Regions from separate parts of the Mus musculus genome. Here region 2 is linked to region 1. A link is a contact called in public Micro-C data. All regions are on one chromosome and are shown on one strand. Each heading gives the region's core, a stretch centred on a gene start, on an enhancer-like site or on the middle of the called end of the contact. The rest is flanking DNA. Distances are from core to core; before and after follow the strand shown. Region 1 overlaps Myo5a (myosin VA). Region 2 has its middle 13 kb from the start of 4933433G15Rik.

Region 1 (3,910 bases), core at 1,088-3,587:
ATATGAATGTGTTGGTAGAAATGAATCAAAATAATAAAATCGTACCGACTATTTCTCATAGCAGTCTCTTGAGCAGTTGAGCCCCTCAGACCTCACATGGAGTGTCTGGTCTGGCCTGGAGTCTCCGGAAGAGAGTAACCTGACTACCTGCTAGGCTTTGAGTGGCAGGGAGACACAGCTACAGACCATTTTCCTCTGATCTCAGGCATCCAGGGAGGAGGCCTTCCAGCCTGTCTAGCCGACAAGCCAGGGAAGATTCTTGGTTGAGTCAAGCAGGAGCTATGTGTTGTCACTGGATACAGAGCTTCTAAAACGGGGCAGAGGGACTAGAATTGAACTTGGCACATTCTCTCGTTTTAAGCAGAGCCTGTATGGTAAAGAGGAAGGTGATTTTGCTGTTCCCCTTCCAGATTCTGAATGCTCACACAGACTCTCTAAGACCTTCTTTTTTCTTATTCCTTCCATTTTTTTTAACCAAAATAAAATATCTTCTATATTTTTCTTTATCACATTTACATCTATGTAAATTTTACAGATATACTTATTGCATAAAAGTCAGTTAAAGATTATAATTATTCATTTTTGCATAAAATCTGTTCTCTAGTGACAGATGAAAAAGTAATACCTTTTAAGATCCACAGTAAGACGTGTCTGAATTTCTCTGAAGGTCTAATTCCATTAGTGATAACTGAGAGTACAGATAGTTCTCTACCACCATATGTTCACCCATATTTTACCTAGATTGGAAAAAGTGTTTTCTTTCCAGTCTACTGTGTGTATGAAGCTCCGTGGTAGGAGTTGGGGAGGAGCAAGGACGGTGCCTGTGCTCTTTCAGAGCAACTGCACCTTGATAGGGACGGCTTCTGAGTCAGAAAATGTTCTTCAAAAGTTATGTTTTACTCTCTTTGCTGATATGACTAACAATGCTGTTGATGATTAATTGATAAATATGTGGAATAATACTGACTGATCAGTGTACAGATTCTTTGCTTCTGAGTGATTGCCTTAAAATGCTGACAGTGTGTGAAATGGGTTTGTTTCTGGGTGGCAGATTCTAAATTTGTTCACTAAGTTAATCAAGTGTTGCTCACCCTTATAACTCTTCTGTACTATCAGTATTTTGTATCTAACTCAGAAATGAACAAACCTTACACTCAAAATAGAAGTCTCTGGTTAGTTTGTTTTAGGCTATCCTTTGCAGATCATCTGCTTGTGCCATTCGTTACACTGACTGCTAATTTGAAGAATATTATCAAAGTCAAGTGTATGAAAGGATATTCTTTCTCAGTTTTAATTACACATTTGTTAGGATTCACTTGAGCAGAATATTAAGGTAAGCACGTCTGGGCTTAGTGCTTCTGAAGTTTTGCTGCACATGAACACACACGCACACACACTGAACACACACCAGCACACATAGGAATGGCTTTCTTACTCCTCAGGTGCACAGGCTTCACAGGTCTCCCCATGCTGCCTCTCACCAGCTCCACAAGTTGCAAACAGGACCGGGGTGCTAGCAGTGCTCCTTCCTGCCTTTTTATGTCATTGCCTTCCTTGCCCTTGCTGCTCTGATAGTGACTGGACAAGCAGCAGCTTGAGAGAGTCACATGTGAGGGAGCAGTAAAATGCTGGGAACTGAAACGTCAGCCTTCTCTGGTCACTATGGTTCCCTGTTCTAGTGACAACATCCTGGCCATCACCTATTTCCACTGTTCATGTGAAATAGAGACTCATCTATACATGGTAATAGCAGGTGGCAAATTGGAACCTGTGAGTAGATATAGTTTCGTTACATGTGTTTTAAAGTATTTTTAAGTTAATTTTGCTGAGAGGTAGCACTTGCTCAAAGACACAAGAAACAAATATCCATTGTACCTGTTTTTTCAGTATTTTGAGGAATTATATGCAGATGACCCTAAGAAGTATCAATCCTATCGGATTTCACTTTACAAAAGGATGATTGTATGTAAAACACAGTGCTTTTCTGTTGTCCTCTGCTACTTCTAGCCTTCTCTAACTGAAGAGCACACTGCTGTCTGTCACTGCCCAGGAGGTCTCTTCAAAAATATTCACAAAATCTCTTCCCCCCACCCCCCACAGCTATCTTTAGCCAGCTATCTTTTGGTGTCCCGTGTCCACTGTGTTTGGTTTGTTGTTAACCCAAGGCTTACAGTGTGATGGAAGCAATTGATTTCAAAGATAGAGTCAAATTCAGGAAGCATAACCCAGCACTGGGAATGTGAGCAGCTGTTTCCTCAGAATCACTAGTCAGATGTCTGAGCCCAGTTCTGAGCAAGCTAGAGAATGAATCAGCATTATCAAATGCTGTTCTTCTCTAAGACTCAGTGGCAACCCCCAGCCAGCTCCACTGACTCATGTCTGACCTTTCGAAGCTTTCTTAGTCTGGTCATGCCCACTTCCCTCTTCCTGAGTATCTAACTGCCTGTCCTTGGAGAGAATTCTTTACTAAATAAAGCCAGTATCTTACCTTCCATTTAAAAACACAGGTTTTCTTTCTCTCTTTTTCACATTTTACATTAGGCACTCAAACTTCATTTTTTTTAAATATATATATTGTGCAAGATTTGTGGGTATCTTTTATTACCTGGCATTTGGGTCTTATGCCAGCAGAACCCCACTCCCACCCCGAGGCAAGCTTTCACTACAACCCAGGCGGGCCTTGAATTCTCTCTGACTTCCTGGTACTTGGGTTATAGTCATGTACCTTCATGCTATGTAGCAGAAAGTTCTTTATCCTTTTGTTGTTATTACTTTTTTGTTGTTTGATTTGGTTTTGTTTGGCTTGTTTTTTTAAGGCAGTCTCTATATGTAACTCTGGCTGGCCTTGAACTCACAGAGATCCACCCACTACTGCCTTCTGAGTACTTGAATTAATGGTGTATGCCAGAACACCTGGCTCAGCTTACTTTTAGTTTCCCCAACTTCTTCATGTTTCGTAGGCGTTAAGGCTGAGTTTAGAACAGGTAACGCATAGCTGTGCTTTACTCACGGAGGGTCAGTCTTTTCCTAAGTGCAGCTGTCCTCAGCTCTCACAGACCTTGTATGCACTCATCAGAGCTCATCTTTGCCCAGTCCCCCTCACAAGTGACAGTGAGTCTGAGATGTTTCCATAGGAGCCTGCTGGGAGGCTTCCATCACGCTGTAGGCTGTAGCTGTAAGGAGCTCACTGCAGTGTCAGCCTTGCCTTCACTCACCGCAGTGTCAAAGCCTTGCCATCACCGGAGCTGCACCTCCTTTGTCTGCCAGTTTGAGCCAGGCGGTGGCTCCACCTGCAGCTTTTATGTGAAACTAACAGTGTGTTGCTGTGATTCCATCTGTGCGCCCTTTGTGCCTGTGCTGAGCCTGTTCTCATCTTTCTGACATAATTCTCATTTTGATCCTAGGATCTGATGGAACAACTTGAAAAGCAGGATAAAACTGTCCGGAAACTGAAGAAACAACTGAAAGTCTTTGCCAAAAAAATTGGTGAACTAGAAGGTACTTAAACATTTTTTAACAGCATTTGTCAAATTTTATGTCCATTGCTAGTGACCTGGTAGAGAGTTACAGGTGAGTTTTTAGAGAAAATAATCAAAATTACTTTTGACAATCTTAACCTCTGCGGAATGAAAAATTCTTCTATGTATGGGAATAATTTTCCTAGTAACATAACAGTAAGTTACAAAGGGAGAAAATTCATTCAACAAACAGCTAACACATGCCAGAGTCTGCCCTAGTCAGTACAGCATGTGCTTAAGAGCAAGGATTCTAGAGCCAGCTTCTTGATTCAAGTCCTGTGCCTCTCTCCTACCTACTAGGCTCAGAATATGTGCGTGGTGCTGAGCCTCTCCATGCCTCAGTTTTCCCACATCCTCACTGGGAATGATAATGGTGCCTCTCAAACATGGTC
Region 2 (4,002 bases), core at 602-3,101, 230 kb after region 1:
CAGCAAAATTAGAGCCAGGGAAGTTGCCCTGCACAGGGTAGTAATGGGGCCTTTCTGTTTAAGGGCTCCTTGGTGGGGTTAGCTCAGGCCATCAGTCTGCCCTCATTCCAACCCTTCCTGCTCAATCCTGTTTCCTTCCCCTCCCTCCCATCCACAGATGTTGATTCCAAAGTTCTCTCTAATAAAATATCCTGAGCACTAAAATCTGTCTCGGTTTGCTTCCTGAAAAATCCAAACTCACACAGTTGGAGCCAGAGGAGATCTGATAAGTCAGAGAGCAGATGGGGATTGGAGCTGGCCCACTCACTGGCAAGACCATAGGTACCATGTGTGTTAGAGAGAGCACAGATAGCCTTTAATACAAGACAAGCAATTAAAACGATAGTTTGAAAGTATCTTTTTATTCGCTTAAAAAAAAAGATGTATTTGTAGTTGTCTATGTCTGTGCATAATGAACACTGGTGCCCACAGAGGTCAGCTGTCAGGTCCCCCACCGACCAAGGTGCTAGAAACCAAACTCTGGGCCTTTTCAAGAGGAGCAGTCTTTACTCCTCAGCCATCTCTTCAGTCCCCTCACCTTTTTTATTTTATTTTTTTAAGATTAATTTATTATATGTAAGTACACTGTAGCTTTTTTCAGACACACCAAAAGAGGGCACCAGATCTCATTGAGTGACCATGTGGTTGCTGGGATTTGAACTCAGGAACTTAGGAAGAACAGTCAGTGCTCTTACCCTCTGATCCATCTCACCAGCCCTGAAATAGTTCAGGCTAGCTTCAAGCTTCCTATGTAGCCAAGGATAATCTTGGACTCCTCATTGTCCTGCCTCTACTTCCTGGGCACTGAAATTATAGGCATGTATTATCACACTGTACTGGCTGTTCCTGGTTGTCAACTTGACTACATCTGAACTACAATCCAGAATTAGAAATTTTGCCTGTGATCCTGATCTTGAGACTGAGAGAAGTTTCTGACCTTGATCTTGGCATGGAGATCTTGAGGCATGGTGGCTATGAATCCTAGGAGACTGAGGCGAGGAGATCTCCGAGTTCAAGGTCATCTGGGACAATACAAGTCCCAGATCCAGGGATGGTGGTACACACCTTTAATCTGGGCCACACCTTCTACTGGAGACCTACCTAAGGACATTGGAAGAAGGAAGACTCTTAAGACTCCTCTCCTGCTTGCCTTATGGGGCTGAGCAACTGCTAGATCCTTAGACTTCCAATCTGAGCTGCTACTGACCATTGTTGGGAAGTTGAACTACAGATTGTAAGTCATTAACAAATTCCCTTACTATATAGGGACTACCTACAAGTTCTGTGACCCTAGAGAACCCTGACAAATACACACACACATCTTGAAAATACTTTTTTTTAACACAAAGAAAGGATTAATGGCGAGAGAGAGGCCACACAGATCCCAGAAATAGCAAAATGGTAGATATAAGATGACACAGCCAGTTGAGTCAGCCTTTGTCACCAACCACACCATTGCTGGCACAACAGATCCGTGAGTGAAGTGAGCGTGTGGCAGAGTCAGGCTCTTCTTAGCTCAGTAGCACAGGCTCCTACTTACCAGAGCTTAACCGGTTACTGCTTCTACCTGTGTCCAGCTTGAGAGTGAGAGACCAGTGCTGGACTCCTGGTATGGTGTCACACCCCTAAGACACCATTTGGTAACACAAGCTGGAGACTTTGGAATCCTTCTTTAGTGAGTGATTCATTCTAACAGGAATGAACAAGTGTTTGGGTGAGTGTTTTTGATTGTCTCACCCCTCAGGCATCACCCTGGGGTTCTGGAATATTCCACTAGCATTGAATCTCACAGAGCATTGCATCAGACCAGAGGATTCAACTTGCAACAAAGAAGCTATGATGGTGAGTCCCTGCTATGGAATCTGTCTGTATTGCTCACAGGCTGCATCTGCACCTGCTTTGGTGCCTTACTCTGCAGAGATGGAATGCCTTTTTCCAGGTTGCATAGGGACAAAGAATAAAAACCTTTTATTATGATGCTATGCAGGGAGAATACGTGGTCCTGGGAGGCAAAGTATGGAAGTAGGGGCAAACCTGCTAGCATTCCTGGGTCCCATTCCCACTCCTGTCCTGATTCTGCAGAGCTCAGGGACCTGGTTCCTGAAGTGAGATGATCACCTTTTTCACCATCAGGTGATACAGCACAAGTCCCATTGAATAGCTAACAGTAGCTGTCGCCTGGGCATTCTCTGTGCCTGTATCTAGAGAGAAGGGGAACAGCCTCATGGGGAATATTACCCTCATCTTCAGGACCCTTCACATTCAATAGCTGATTAAGGTGTGGCCAGGGAACAGGCTTGGTGGGTAACAAGCTTGCTTTCTGGTTTTGAGCCTCAGAATCCATGTAAAAGGGCAGGTGTGGGAGCGTGTGCTTATAATGGTAAGACAGGATGATCTCACAACACACACTGACCAACCAGCCTATCCTACTTGGTGACTTCCAAACCAGTGAGATACCTATCTCAAAAACTAAGGGGTGGGAGTGAGTGGCACTCGCCTTTAATCCCAGCACTTGGGAGACAGAGACAGGTGGATTTTTGAGCTCAAGGCCAGCCTGGTCTACACAGAGAAACCAAAACGCCAAAACAAGTCTCTTGAGAACTTTTGCTGGATGGTGATGGCCCACACCTTTAATCCCAGCACTCAGGAGCCAGAGGCAGTCAGAGATGTCTGAGTCTGAGGCCAGCCTGGTCTACAGAACAAGTTCTAGGAGAACCTGGACTACAAGAAGAAACCCTGTCTTGAAAAACCAAAGAAAAACAGAGATCAAAACAATAAGGTCAATGGCTCCTGAAGGACAAACCTGAGGTCCCCCAACCTACATGTGACGTGCACACATGAGCATGCGAACTTGCACACACAAACGACACAATGACAAGCCCAGCCTCCTCAGTCCAGTTTGGGGCAATGCTGAGAGGCAGTGGAGTTCAGAGCCTCATGGGTCAGCTAAGGCTGCTGGCCTTCCTTACAGCTTGTGTTTCCTTCCCCAAGCCTGCTTCCCTCTCTTCCCTTCCACAGGTGTCCATTTCAAAGGCACGCCCTCATAAACATCCTGGATGCTAAGCTCTGACTCAGAGGCTCCTTCCTGCAGAGTCAAAGCTCTGAAGACGCCCTGTTGCCCCTGTAATGTGTTTTTCTTACTAATGAGAACGCCCAAGAGAATTCCAGAAAAAAAAAAACATCTAAATTGGGAATTTAACAGGTTTGCAGCTGATCTTCAGACTCCATTGAAGTTGTCACAGGTCTCAATAGTATCCTGTGTGTGTGTGTGTGTGTGTGCACTCTCATTGCTCTGGAATTCTCCAAGTGGGGAAGGCTCAGGATCTCCAGCTCTGAGATTACAAGTGGGCACCACTATGCCTGACTTTTCTACATGGTCCTGGGGATCGAATTCATCTTTGTATGCTTTCAAGGCAAGCACTTTACTGGCTAGTTTTCAAGACTATAGGCAACTTCTTTTTGCAGGATTTATTTTAATTTAGGCTTATCTTGCAATGTAGAAGCTGTGTGGTCAGAACCGAGTCCATTAGTTGTACCACCTGCCATACCTGGGTCTCTTCAGGTGCCATGGAATGCCATCTTCCAGGGTACAGAAACAGAAAGAATCAAAAGCTGGAGTTTTATCACAGAATCGGGTCATGCACCTTTGGACAAACTATCAGAGAAGCCACTACTCATAGCAGGTGACACATGACACTAATTTGTTCCATCACAGATGTGGGTAACTGTGGTCACTTGATTAGCTGGTGACTGTCAGGCTTCCCCACTGTGAAAATTATTTTTTTCCCTTTGTAATTAAGTGTTTGAGGGAACATTAAAGCTATGTGAATGCCCTACACTTCATCAGACTTCAGTGAGTTTATCCATCCCTTCACATCTGCATTGGTTGAAGGACTCCTATTTCATTCAGTAGGTTATGATCCATCCATCACTTCACTATTGTGTTGCTTATTTATTTGGTTA

Evidence for each region. Hi-C and Micro-C count contacts between places; a contact is called where the count stands out from the background.
Region 2: a Micro-C map of muscle stem cells shows a contact between it and region 1, with 5 times the contacts expected there. The contact joins two enhancer-like sites. A contact is called at or near these places in 5 of 484 Hi-C or Micro-C datasets (the HPC-7 cell line, adipose-derived mesenchymal stem cells, cortical neurons and 2 more) and 1 of 115 datasets of contacts at active chromatin or transcription factors (bone marrow-derived macrophages).

What each region holds. Positions count from the first base shown.
Region 1 is chr9:75,194,239-75,198,148 of GRCm38.p6, forward strand. Myo5a (myosin VA) reads left to right here. Exons shown (of 41, transcript NM_010864.2): 32 at 1,888-1,962; 33 at 3,405-3,498. Among named protein-coding and RNA genes, the nearest start is that of Myo5c, 36 kb to the right of the region's middle. Within about 2 kb of position 2,338, at least 162 of the 459 cell types and tissues checked have an H3K27ac peak or open chromatin away from gene starts, as enhancers often do. A contact at or near this core is called in adipose-derived mesenchymal stem cells, bone marrow-derived macrophages, embryonic fibroblasts and 1 more, where this site is marked.
Region 2 is chr9:75,420,805-75,424,806 of GRCm38.p6, forward strand. No RefSeq gene overlaps it. Among named protein-coding and RNA genes, the nearest start is that of 4933433G15Rik, 13 kb to the left of the region's middle. Within about 2 kb of position 1,852, at least 88 of the 459 cell types and tissues checked have an H3K27ac peak or open chromatin away from gene starts, as enhancers often do. A contact at or near this core is called in adipose-derived mesenchymal stem cells, bone marrow-derived macrophages, embryonic fibroblasts and 1 more, where this site is marked.